Linked DNA regions of Sus scrofa: all the other regions are linked to region 1. The links are chromatin contacts, called in public Hi-C and HiChIP or PLAC-seq maps. All regions are on one chromosome and are shown on one strand. Each heading gives the region's core, a stretch centred on a gene start, on an enhancer-like site or on the middle of the called end of the contact. The rest is flanking DNA. Distances are from core to core; before and after follow the strand shown.

The links. A called contact is a pair of places that touch in the nucleus more often than the background predicts. HiChIP or PLAC-seq counts read pairs in DNA pulled down with a chosen protein or histone mark.
Region 2: an H3K27ac HiChIP or PLAC-seq map of alveolar macrophages shows a contact between it and region 1. The contact joins the promoter of TP53 here to the promoter of EIF5A in region 1. A contact is called at or near these places in 2 of 5 promoter capture datasets (fetal liver and liver), 2 of 47 Hi-C or Micro-C datasets (heart right ventricle and liver) and 2 of 2 datasets of contacts at active chromatin or transcription factors (alveolar macrophages and skeletal muscle).
Region 3: a Hi-C map of liver shows a contact between it and region 1, with 3 times the contacts expected there. The contact joins the promoter of KDM6B here to the promoter of EIF5A in region 1. A contact is called at or near these places in 1 of 5 promoter capture datasets (fetal liver), 1 of 47 Hi-C or Micro-C datasets (liver) and 1 of 2 datasets of contacts at active chromatin or transcription factors (alveolar macrophages).

The regions. Positions count from the first base shown.
Region 1 is chr12:52,657,000-52,660,894 of Sscrofa11.1, reverse strand. EIF5A (eukaryotic translation initiation factor 5A-1) reads right to left here and starts at 1,855. Exons shown (of 6, transcript XM_021067817.1): 1 at 1,796-1,855.
Region 2 is chr12:52,951,459-52,955,604 of Sscrofa11.1, reverse strand. It overlaps TP53 (tumor protein p53), which reads left to right and starts at 1,819. Exons shown (of 11, transcript NM_213824.3): 1 at 1,819-1,930. It overlaps WRAP53 (telomerase Cajal body protein 1), which reads right to left and starts at 931. Exons shown (of 10, transcript XM_003131944.4): 1 at 192-931; 2 at 1-44. The coding sequence starts at 595.
Region 3 is chr12:53,085,415-53,089,455 of Sscrofa11.1, reverse strand. KDM6B (lysine-specific demethylase 6B) reads right to left here and starts at 2,384. Exons shown (of 26, transcript XM_021067833.1): 1 at 2,125-2,384. It overlaps DNAH2 (dynein heavy chain 2, axonemal), which reads right to left. Exons shown (of 89, transcript XM_013981316.2): 86 at 3,678-3,854; 87 at 3,506-3,580; 88 at 3,196-3,346; 89 at 2,712-3,076. The coding sequence ends at 2,922. LOC110255906 (collagen alpha-2(V) chain-like) reads left to right here. Exons shown (of 4, transcript XM_021066316.1): 3 at 1-162; 4 at 818-1,078. The coding sequence ends at 1,078.

The DNA.
Region 1 (3,895 bases), core at 606-3,105:
GGAAGAGTGCCACTTACACCTGGCTGGCCACCTCGCTTCACAGGAGGATATGGGGGAAAAGCCCCAGGGGCCCATGAGGGGAGAGAACACTAACATATGCCCGCAGACGGCTCTCCGGAGTGATCAGGATCCGGGCCACGGGCTACTCGCACTCCTCAAAATTCCAAGCCCCCTTAAGCGCCCGCGAGGACTAGCTCTCCCCGCGCGGGGGGTTGCCGGCTCCCGCCCACCATGTGGCCGCCCGGGGCTTCCGGTGGCGGGGACCTGGGGGGAGGGGTCCCCGCGCTGCCATGCGGCCCCCGTCCACGTTCGGCCATGCGGCCTCCGACCCCGAGGGCAGGCTGCCGTGGGGGCACTTCCGGTGCTGCGGGCGCCCCCTCCTCAAAGGCCGCGCCAGGCCGGAGCCACGCCGCCTCCCCTCCCCTCGCTGGCCGCCAACCCCCCCACATGCCCTCTCACCGAATAGCCCCCTCCCCCACCTCACGTGGCCGCGCGGCTCCCGGTTCTAAACGGCCCAGGTACCCTTGCCCCGGCGGGCCGATCTGGTCCCCGGCCCTCGTCCCAGCGTGGCCGCCCGGCGGCCTCTCCCGCGTGGCGGCCTCGCGGCTCGCCGTCCCCCGCCCTGCGTCGCTCCAACGTCACCCGGCCAGCCCCAACCGTCACCCCGCGCGCCAACCGGGGCGCGCGCCCGAGCCTCTCCGCACCTCGCGCTGCTGCCCGACCGAACCCCGTGCGGCGGTGGCCGCCGCTCCCCTCTGCCCCCTCCCCGACACTCGCGCAGTTCCATCTCTACTCCCAGGCCCAAACCAAGGTTCCGCGCACGCGCGCCCTGCTCGCTCTCACCTCGCGCGAACGCACTGACTCGACCCCGTCCGCTCGCCGCGAGCCCAACCGCTGCCTCCGAGCCCGCTGCCGCCGCCGCCGCCGCCGCCGCCTCTACCGCCGCCGCCGCTGCTGCTGCACACGGGTCTTAGTACGCAGGCGCCGACTCCCCACTGACCAACCAAGCAGCCCTGTGACAGCCGCGCAAGCGTGCTACCTATCTCCTCCGCCCTCCACCCCCGCACTGCGCAAGCGCACAGACCCTCCCCGATCTCCACCCTCCCTCCTACCTACCCATCCAATGACGCGCATACGTGACCCCGCCCCTCACAAATCCTGAGCTCGTCCCACCGGTAGACAACGCGCAGGCGCACCCGGTTTTTTAAGCCCTTCCACCTCCTCTCCCCTCCCCGGGTTAGACCACCAGCTCTACCGGACAGTCCTTGCGCTTGCGCAGTAAGGAGCCCCGCACTCCACACCCTCTGAAGGAAACGCCTCGGCCTCAAAGCGCATGCGTGTTGGGAATCCTGACCGCCCCTTCCACCTCAGACGTCGTCTGTACGCCAGGCGTTGAAAAGACCACGCCACTGTATTGCTGGTTCTGTCTAGAACGCATGCGTCTTAGGAAACGCCCCACTTCGGCTTTAGCTGGTCTTAAAAGACTCACACGTTTCAGAAAACTTGTGCTGTGGGGTGGGCCCCTTGTCTCTGAGCCCATCCCCCACGGTTCCGCACATGCGCGGCAGAGCCCTTTCGATTCCAGCCGCCCTAGCGCGCTAGTGCTGGTCGGGTTACCACCCTTCTCAGCTTCACTTCTCTAAACTGCGCTTCTGCTCTGCCATAGAGTTTCGCGCGGGAAGATAGAGCGGTCCTGCCCTCAGCCACCATCTTGTTTAAAACCCTGGTCCGTGTTGGTCCCAGTAGTTTCCACAGAGGCCTTTCTACTTCTGATTCCTAAGATGTAGAGACTTACACGGTATTTCTCTTTTTCCTCCACCTAGTCTCCGCCGTCTCCAGAGCAGTCGTCTACAAGCAAACCTAGAAAAAGTTCACTGTAATGAAGAGTGGGGTATCAGATTTCACTGACGTTCTTTAAGTCCTAGGAGGTGTCCGCGAAGCCAGAAACATGCTCTCCCTCGGAATGAGTTTACCTGGCCCTCGTTCTAGGGAAAAAAGCTGCTGCTTTTCCTGAAAGGTTATAATCTTACCTCTCCAGTTCCAGGATTTTCAGCACTACCTGTATGCCTTCATTGCTTCAGTAAGCTAAGTGGACAACAGAATTGTGTAACAAGACAAGCAACTAAGCTGGGCTTGGAATCTGGTTGTTTTGTTTGAGATGTGACCTGCTAGATGGAAACTGCAAACACTCGTTTGAATGAATACATTTATGTAGCATATAATATCATCACCCCCAGCTCTTCCTACTCAGTTTTCTGTGTTTTATGGCATTTGCTTTGAGAGAGAGAAAACAACAACAACAGTCTTCCTGAGAGTATTGTTTAAAAGTCCAATTTCTGCTCTTGTCAAAGATGTATTACATGACCCAACAATTCCAGTCCTAGGTATCTACCTCCCTCCAAAATTAAAAACAGGTATTCACATCCTTGCACGCTAATGTTTACAGCCGCACTATTCATGGTGGTCAAAACGTGGAAACAAAGGGGTTCATTCCCATTGTGGCTCGGCCGGTTAAGAACCTACTAGTATCCGCGAGAGAATGCAGGTTGGATCCCTGGCTTCACACAGTGGGTTAAGGATCCTGCATTGCTGCAAGCCACAGTGTAGGTGGTAGATGTGACTGTGATCCCATGTTGGTGTGGCTGTGGTGTAGGCTGGCAGCTGCAGCTCCCATCGGACCCCTAGCCTGGGAATTTCGATATGCCAGGAGTGGCCCTAAAAAAAATTGTGTTTTTTTTAAATTAATTAATTTTTTTGTCAAAAACTTTTTAAAGGTGGAAACAACCCAAACATCCGTCAACAGATGAATGAGTAAATTGTGGCATGTGTGTGTAATGGACTATGAATCGCCAAAAGGAATGAAGTGTTAATGCATGCTCCAGCTCGATGAACTTTGAAAACATTTTGCTAAGAAGCCAAAAAAGGTCACATGCTTTATGCTTTCATTGATAAGAGATATTCAGAGTAGGTAAGTACATAGAAACAAAAAGCAGACTGGGGGCTTCTCTTGCGATAAAGTGAGTTAAAGATGCGGCACCGTCCCTGTAGGGACTCAGGTCGCTGCTGTGGCGTGAGTTGGATCCTTGGCCAGGGAACTTCCACATGCCGCGGATGCAGCCAAAAAGGGAAAAAAAAAAAAAAAAAATAGCAGATTGGTGGTCACCAGATGTTGGAGATAAGGGGAATGGGAAGTAACTGTTCAGAGGTCATGGGGTTTTATTTTAGAGTCATGAAATGTTTTGGAATTAAACGTGGTGGTTGCACAACGTGTGAATGCACTAAATACCACTGAATCGTTTATTTAAAAATGGTTTTATGTTATGTGAATTTCATCTCCGTTTATAAATTCTTGCACACACATGTTCAAAGCAGCATTATTCATAAGCAGCAACAAGTATAAACTACTTAAATGTCCATCAGCTGATGAAGGGATAAATAAAATATGGTACATCCATGCAATGAAATATTATTCCACACTAAAAAGGAATGAAGTATTGGGTACACGCTGCAACATGGGTGAACATCAGTCACAGAGTTCCCTGGTGACCTAGCAGTTGGCACACGTTGCCGCTGCTGTCGCTTGGGAACTTTTGCATGCTGGGGGCGCTGCCAAACCAAACCAAACCAAACAAACAAAGACTTAGAGAATAACTTCAATAAAACTTCAAAAAAATACAAGATGACAGTCGCAAAAGACCACATAGTGTATTATATCATTTACATGACATGTCCAGAAGAGGCAAGTATCGAGACAGAAAGTAGATGGTCGTTGCCTAGGACTCAGGGCTTAGGGGGAAATGAAGAGATGGAGAGAGGCCGCCAGTGGCTATGGGGCAAGGGGCAGAGGGTGTCTTTTGGGATGAGGAAAATGTTCTAAAATTGGCAATTCCCAGTG
Region 2 (4,146 bases), core at 570-3,069, 290 kb before region 1:
CGCTAAGAAACCGGGGTAGCTGCGAGAAGCTGTAGTTCCAAGTGCTGGAAGGAAGATGGGGAAGACAAACCTGGGTCGCCAAAGCCAAGGAGAAATGGGCCTGGAGAAGTGGGGCTGAGGACTGGCGGATGAGATATATCTCACATTTCCAACCTCCTCAGATTCCTGAGCCAACTGCCATCAGCACTTACGTGTATCCCTCATCCTCTGGAGCGGGTTCCTCAGACACATCTTCCATGTCTTCTCCCGGCCCCAACTCTGGCTTGTTCGTTTCTTCTGCAGGAAGGCTCACTTTTTCAGAAAGTTCTTGCTCCTCGATTCGAGGGCTCAACTCACTAGGAGTATCAAACTCAGCTTCCAACGGAGTGGAGAGAGAAGCTGGGTCCCCTTCCCCCAGCTCCTGGGACACGGCCGAGCCAGCTCCAGGATCCGGGGATATCCGGGGCGCATCATCCCCATCGGGTGGCGGTGGCGTCTGTTCAGGGTTCGTATTTTTATCCATCGAGGAAGCCTGAGGAGAGAGACGGGCTGCAGCTGGGGCCTGGTCTGAAGGAAGGCAGTCCGGAGCTAACACTGGCGCCTCCGGGGTCTTCATACTGCAGAGGAAGCACGGCAAACATTGGCCGCGGCCAGGCAATCCTCTTCCCGCCGGCTACCAGCTGCCGGGCCTGCGGAACGGCAGAGACCGCCGTAAGTTCGCACGGATCCGGACGCAGAACTGGAGAAACCCAGCAGTGCCTTCTTTCTGCTCCCGGGATAGGACAGAAAACAGCCCCCCGCCCCCAGGCCTCGCGAGGCGAGGCGGGCGAACAGGAATGTTGGAGAGCTCGGCGATCCTTAGCCCTGTCGGTGGCTACGCGCCACCTGTTCTCGCGGGATTTGGGCCCACCATTCGATTGGACCTCCGCATCCCGGATCAGACTTCGCGGGCGACCCACAAGAGGGGCGGGGCAGGGACGTAACAGGTCACGGGTTACCGTTCCCCTCCAGTCCTGAATCTCCTAGTGCCTGCTGGGACTTGTAGTCCGAGAGCTTCTGAGTCAGGGAGATGTGTCTGAGCTCCTCGCGCTATCATTCTTCAAGCACCTACTCCCCTCCCCACCTGCAGAGGGCGCGAGCGCTATATTTGTTTTTACGGGGTTTGAACCTGTTTTGCATCTCAACTCCTCAGACCTCCGTCTCTTTTCATTCATTCAATAAATATTTATCATTGAGCTCTTCTTTGCTACCCAGTACTGTACTGGAAAAGACAAGAATGAATAAGATAGTAGGCAAGGTCTCTGCTCTCCTAACGCTTAGGTTGCTGTGTATTGAAGGCAAGGAACAAATTATTTCAAAACGTGATAGGGTCTAGGAAGGAAATTAAACAAGACAGTGTGATACAACGTAACTAGGAGAATACGTTAGCTTGGAACATTAAGGAAGGTCTTCCTAAAAATTGACATTTTAGCTAATGAGGAACTATCCAGCCATCTGGGAGAGCAGAGTTCCAGGCAAAAGGTGCAAAGGCTGTCTTTCTTTCACCTTCATGTCTGACTCGGGGACAAGTCTTTCAAAATGGTTTCCACCAATTCTGTTCTCACAGATCTGGGTTGTCGAATTTCTTCACCGCAAACTGTCAGTAGCTACAAAACCAACACAGCAGGAATCCTGACTCCCCTCACCCTCACCACCTCCGTCCGTCGCCACCGCCCGCAGGGTAATTGCTTGCCCTTACTTGTCATGGCGACTTTGTGCCAGGAGTCTCGCGATGGTTGCTGGGATTGGGATTTTCCCCTCCCATGTGCTCGGACTGGCGCTAAAAGTTTTGAGCTCCTCAAAAGTCCAGGGCCACCATCCTTGGCGCAGGTAGCTGCTGGTCTCCGGGGTCACCTGACGTCCCGTCTCGAGCGTGCATCCCAGGACAGTGACACGCTCTCCTGAGCTTCGGGTAAGCTCTTAACTGAGCCTGATGAATACTCTATGAGTCATGGGCTCTCGGGTCTGTGTATTTTCAGCTCAGAAGAAAGGAGGATGGAGGTGGAGCGAAAGATTTAGTGATTTGGGGGGGGGGGGGAAATGGAAGTTCTTCTAGCGGCATCAACAGAGGAATGCAATGTTGGGAGGCCTGAGTGTAGATGATAGGGATGTTAGGACCAACCGAACTAAAAAGCTGAACACCTGCGCCGGGTAGTGGGGCTTTGGGGAAAACTTGAGCCTGCCTAAGGGGTTCTTCCCCACCACCGCCACCACCCCATTTCAGTACCCGGTGTGGGGGAGCCCTTAATAAGACACACAAAGCATCAAGGTCCGAGGCTTTGGGATCTTGGAACTTTGGGGATTTATGGCTCGAGATTTTAGTGCGTATGGCATCCCAGTGGAACCCTGGACTCCATTCCGAAGTGGTTATCCGGAGTGCTCCGGGAAGTCCAAGGTGCTAACTTCCGGACCTTTGTCCTTTCTTGAGTGAACTTTCCAACTGGCCTTCAGCGCCTCAGGATGGAGAAAGTCCATTTAAAGGCTGTCAGTTGTGGAAATGGGACATGCTAAACAAGAGGTTTGCCCGCGAAGCCTCGGAGGAGTAACCCGGCCGGAGAGGCCCGGGAGCCCTGTTATTGTTTGGCTCTGCATTTACATTTCTGCCACTCGCAGGAGCATTTCCGGTTTCTTTTCTTCGGAACAGCCCACTATTCACCCGATGTGAGGGAAGTAGAAAGAGAAAAGGTCTTTTAAACTGGTTCCTATTGCTTGCTGCAAGGGGCTGTTAACCCCCTCTACCTTTTTTTTGTCCTTCATGGACTACTTAGCCACCGCTTTTGGGAAGGAAAAAGCATTTGTTATGATGCAAACCTCAGTCCCTCCCCCTCTTGTGAATGGTGTGCTCCTTCCTGGTTGTCTGCTAACCAGGCGGACGCTACCATTGCCTGGGGCGGTTTTCTTTTCTTTAAATATCAGAAGGCAAACCTTGGGTATCTTCGAGAATGGGTACATCTGAGATTTAAACGATAAAAAAGCATAACGATGGGGTTGTTTGTTTGTGGCAGAGAAACAATTTCTTCTGTATCCGGCTTTGGGCTGAGCCATCCCCATTTTCGGACGCAGAATGAACGTCGTGAAAGCGGAAGGGGCGGGGCTTGGAGAGGGGCGGGGACGGAGCTCCCAAGTGCAGCCCTCCGGTCCCGGCTAGTTCTCGCCTGCGGGAGGCGGCTTGACCCCGCGCGGAGTCCGTCGAATGCTCTCCTGGGGCATCTTCACCATTTAGGGCGCGGTCGCCTACCTCGCACCTGCTGCGAATCAGACTCTGTGGGCGGTACTTACGCGCTTTTTTTCTAAATCGAGGTAGCATTTACACTCACCTCCTATCAAAATACAAGTCTCATGCTTCTTTCCAGTTTATCTTTAACCCTCCACCTTCATTTTGATTTCTGTCCTCATGGAATAGTTTTGCCTGTTGGAGAACTGCTTTATAAATGGAATCATACAGGTCGTGCTCGTTTGTGTCAGACTTCTTTCCTTCAGCAAAATCTTTGTAATGCACCCATTTTATTGCATGTGTCAGTGGTGTATCAGTATCTTGCTCCTTTTCATTTAATGTGTTGCACTGGATGAATAAACCATCCATTGTTTATCCATTCTCCTCGTGGTGGCCTTTTGAGTTGTTTCCTGTTTGGGATTAGTTTTAATAAAGCTGCTCTTGACATTCTTGTACAGTTCTTTTTGTGGTCATATGTTTTTATGTTTCTTGGATATATACTTAGGAGTAGAATTACTAAGTCATAGAGTAGGGAATACATCTATGCGTTTTTAAATTTTATTTAAAAATTCTGAAGTTCCCACTGTGGCACACAGGGTTAAGGACCTGGTGTCTCTGCAGCAGCTCAAGTGGCTGTTGTGGTGCAAGTTCCATCCACGCCTGGCTCAGTGGGTTAAGGATCTTACCCGGGAACTTCCATGTGCCACAGGTGCGACCATACAAAAAATTTTTTAAATAAAAGATTCTCATTATTCAAAGTAGTTGTACCATTTTACACTTCCACCAGCAAGATGTATCCTGCCTCGGTGTTTGGTTTGTCAGTGGTTCTAATGTGGCATATCACTGTGGTTTTAATTTGCAGTTCTCTGTTAACTGTGTTCAGCAATTTGTGCTTAATGGCCATTTCTGTGTCA
Region 3 (4,041 bases), core at 1,135-3,634, 430 kb before region 1:
AATCAGTCTGGGTCCCAACTCTCCTGCCCCTCCCCGCGCTGTTCCAGGGCGGAGTCTGTGGAGTTGAAATCAGGACACGGCAAGAGGAAGAGTTATATAACTGGGAGAAGCGAGAAGGACGAGTGGAGACCGGGAGAGACAGCCCGAAAGGAGCCGAGGGAGGTGCAAAGAGCACCAGGGCGAGTGGGGAAGAAACGATAAGGGATGGGAAGGATTTTGTTGCACATCAAAGAGGAGGAATTCACGCGAGGACAGGTTGTGATGGTCCGGGAAGAATCACCTGGGCCGTCCGGGGCTTCCCCGCAGCGCCCTCCCCCGCCACCAACAGCAGCTGGGCCCGAGCGAGTGAAGCCTCGGGAAGGGCGCAGATAACCGTTCCGTTCCTCTTGGGGAGGCAACCTAAGCCAGAGCCCGGGAAGGCAGCGGCGGAGCATATGGGGCCGGAAACCACAGCTCCGCCCAGCCCACCTGGGACGGTGGGGCGCCAGCTGGGGGTTGGTGCGGAACAGGTAGCTGGCCCCTCCCACCCCAGGCTGAGCAGTAACGGCTCGAGACCCCGAGAACGAAGGCCGGCGGACCCAGACGTCTGGGTCCCCAAGGGCTGAGGCGCTCAGCCCAGGACTAGCTTGCGAACGGAGACTCTAGATGGGGGCGGCGGGGGGCAGCGAGCGCTGACTCTCCGCGCAGGCGCAGGGGGGGTACTCCGGCGCGTGCGACGGAGGGGGGGGTGGGCGCGAGCGTGTGGGAGTGCACGTGCGGGTCCCGGGCAGCTACCCCCTCCCTGCCTCCACCTCTTCCCTCCCCTCTCTTCCTGTAGCTCTACGATGCCTCCTCCACATTGGCTGCCGAGGCCCTGATGTCAGGGGCAGCCGCTGGAGCGGATTGGACGGACGCGAGAGTTGGGGAATCTGGCTCCGGAGTCTCGCTCTCCAGTTACTCTGGCAACAGGGCAAGCAACCCCTGGGAGGGAAGCCGAGCGGGGCACAGCGCCTCGCCTGGGTCCCGCCTCCCTCCCGACACCAACCGCGGACTCGGTTTCAGTGGCATCGCAGGTCGCTGCTCCGCTCCTTCCTCCTAGGGCTCTCCCTGTCTCGAGAACCAGTCGACCTGCCCTCGACCTTCTCCACAGTCTCCCAGCCCCCCATTCTCACCAACTCCCATCCTAAGTCAGCCACAAGCCGCAGCAGACAGGAAGCGAACCTGCGTTGCTTAGTAACCTGCCCGCGTGCCCCCTCCCCACTATTTACCCCTGCTCTGGGAGGCGGAGACTGAGTCCCGACCCCCACCTCCTCCCAAGCCTGTCGCCCCCCCGCCCACACTTTCCTGTGTGGTGGGCAGAGATGACAGGAAGTCAGAGGAGCGCCTCAGCCCACCTTTCCCTCTGGCCGGGGCGGGGGGCTTCGGCTGTTTTCTCGGCCGCATCCCCTACCCCAGGCTCCTGAGTCGCGCTGTGCGTCTTGCTCTCGCCATCTCGTGGCTACAATGGGAAGGTTCAGTGGAGGAGGGCCCGAGCCGAGCGAAGACTGCTAACAGGAGATAGCAGAGCAGGGGCAGGACCTGGGACAAGGAGTCTAGCGGGGTGAGGCCGATCGCAGGGAGGTAAGGTGCAGCGCAGCGGGTGAGAGCGAAGGCTACCGCTGGGAGGCTATCGGGGCCCCCGCTGTGAGGGTCACAGGCAAGGCTCTCCAGGTCCCCCGTGGAAAGAACTGGAGGGAGATTTGACGCAGCCCCGGCACTTGAGACACAACCCTGTCTGACTACACCCTTCCTCAAGAGGCCGTCACGCTGACCTATCTGCAAACCCTGACCTTCGGTCCTGCCCTTCACAGTCAGGGACCGCCGCGCCCCGCCCTAGTGTCGGGAAGGGGAATCCTAGCCCAAGAGGGACGGGGAGTCCTTTCAGGCCCCTCACGACATCCGGAACCCAAGACATCTGCCGCCCAGCTCTTCCCTCACTCCCGCCCTGCTCTCTTCTATAGGACCCAGATATCCTGCGCCCCAGTCTTCTTTCCCGAGACCCGAACGTCCATCCCCAGCTCTACCCTTCCTGCGGCTCAGGCATCCCGCCCCCCTGCGCGAAGATGGTTTCCCTCTTTCCAGATGCCCCCCCCGGCTCCCCGTTACCTAATTCTGGGGTGTCCCAGGTGTTCAGGTTCCACAAGGTCGTCCAGGGGGTCGAGCGGCCCCCCCTCTCCCAGGCCGGGGCTGGGGGGGCCGCTCCGCCCCGTGGCGCAGTTGGATTTTCCAACACAAACACCGCCCCCCTCTCCCCGCGCCCAGCCCCGCCCCCTTCTCATGGTCCCGCCCCTCCCTGCGCCGAAGTCCCTCGCGCGCTCCGCCCCGCCTTCTGGTGGTCCCCGCTCGCCTCGGCGCAGGTACCGAATAAAATGGCGAATGCAGGATGCAGGGTTCAGGGTGGAAGGTACAGGGTCTGGCACTGAACCCTGCCGGACCAACCCCTAATCCATTTGGATCACGCGCCCTTCAAAAGTAAGCCCCGCCCCACCCGCTCAAGCCCTGCCCCCAAGGTTTAGCCACACCTTCTTCAGGGCCCACTGCCTGGCCCCTTCGATCGAGGCCACACCTCCCTTCCTCTGAAGCCCTCCCACTTGCTCCTTTCCCTCTGGTAGCGGCTCGCAGGAGCTCCTGCGTAAAGCCCGGGCTTCCTCCCTCCCCACAACCCCACTATCCCATTGAGAGACTTCGGGCTGGTGGTCTGAGGTGTTTTACTGCACTGAACTCCGATACGATTCCTCCACCTTCATGGCAAGCAGAACTAGGGATTACCAGGTCCCCAGGACAGACAAATTCAACCAAGGTCAAGGCCTGAGTGCGGTCCAGCCTCTATCCGAGGTGCGTTCTCAGCCTTGGCTCCTAGCGTCCTCGACCCTCCCTCAAGCGAGGAAGAAGAGGAGGCCCTCTCAACTGTCCAGGCTCATGAGTAGAGCAGTGCCCCTCTTGATCCAGTGATCAGACGGCATGGTCCCAGAGCGCAGGTCGATGCCAATGACAAAGGATGCACGGTCTGAGCTGCCTGCCCGGTTGGGATAGTAATAGCAGGGACAGGAGTACATGCCTGCGGAAAGGAGAGGAGAAAGAGTCAGACCCTGGAGCCTCTGGGAAGGAAGGGTGGAGCAGAGGCTGGGCTGATCCAGACTAGGGATGGGGCAGGCAAGCTTGAGGGAGCTGTCCCACCCTTGGCACTCTTCTTGCGGCTCTCTGTAGGTCGGAAGTGGATCGTGGGCATGAGGCAGACAAGCTGCATGGGCTCTGCCTCCACCAAGCAGGAGTTCTTCCGGTCCCAGCCGGCACCCTCCAGGTATAGGCCCCGAACCCAGACCCCGTCCTGGGAAGACATGGGGGCAGGTTGAGGGGCAATCTAGTCCCTCGGTTAACAGCACCTCAGTCCTCCCCTCTCAACCAATTGTTTCCCGCCTTTGCTCCCAGCACCCTGCTCCGCCAGAGCCCCCTCTGCTCAGAGCCCAGAAGCACATCTGGCTCCCACCTTGGGTGGATATACTAGGTTGCTGTCGTCCACGGTGGAGACGACAAACTCCCAAGAGAGGCTGTCCACTGAAATCTGGGGATGGAAGGTGAGAATAAGGGAGGACCCCCCAAAGAGGAGAGAAAATACATGTGCCCAGATCCCTCCCCGTCACATGTTCCGCACTGCTCACATTGTTTTGGCGAGCTGAAGACTGCAGCACAGCAGTGAGGAAGCCGGTGGGAAAGGTGAAGCCTGACAGCCAGAAGATCACAGGAGGCCGTGCGCGGCTGGCCCACAGCTCAAACTGTTCCACACGCAGAGCCAAGTCCCGGGTCCATGAAGCCAATGGCTTTTGTGAGGGATATGCCTGGAGGAGGAGGCAGTGTGTGTTCAAATCCTTATTTTGAACACTCAGAGCAGATATAAGAATACATGGTGCCAAATTCCAGGAAAGAAGCATAAAATGACAACTATTTATTTATTTATTTGTCTTTTTAGGGCCACACCCGCAGCACATGGAGGTTCCCAGGCTAGAGGTCAAATCAGAGCTGTAG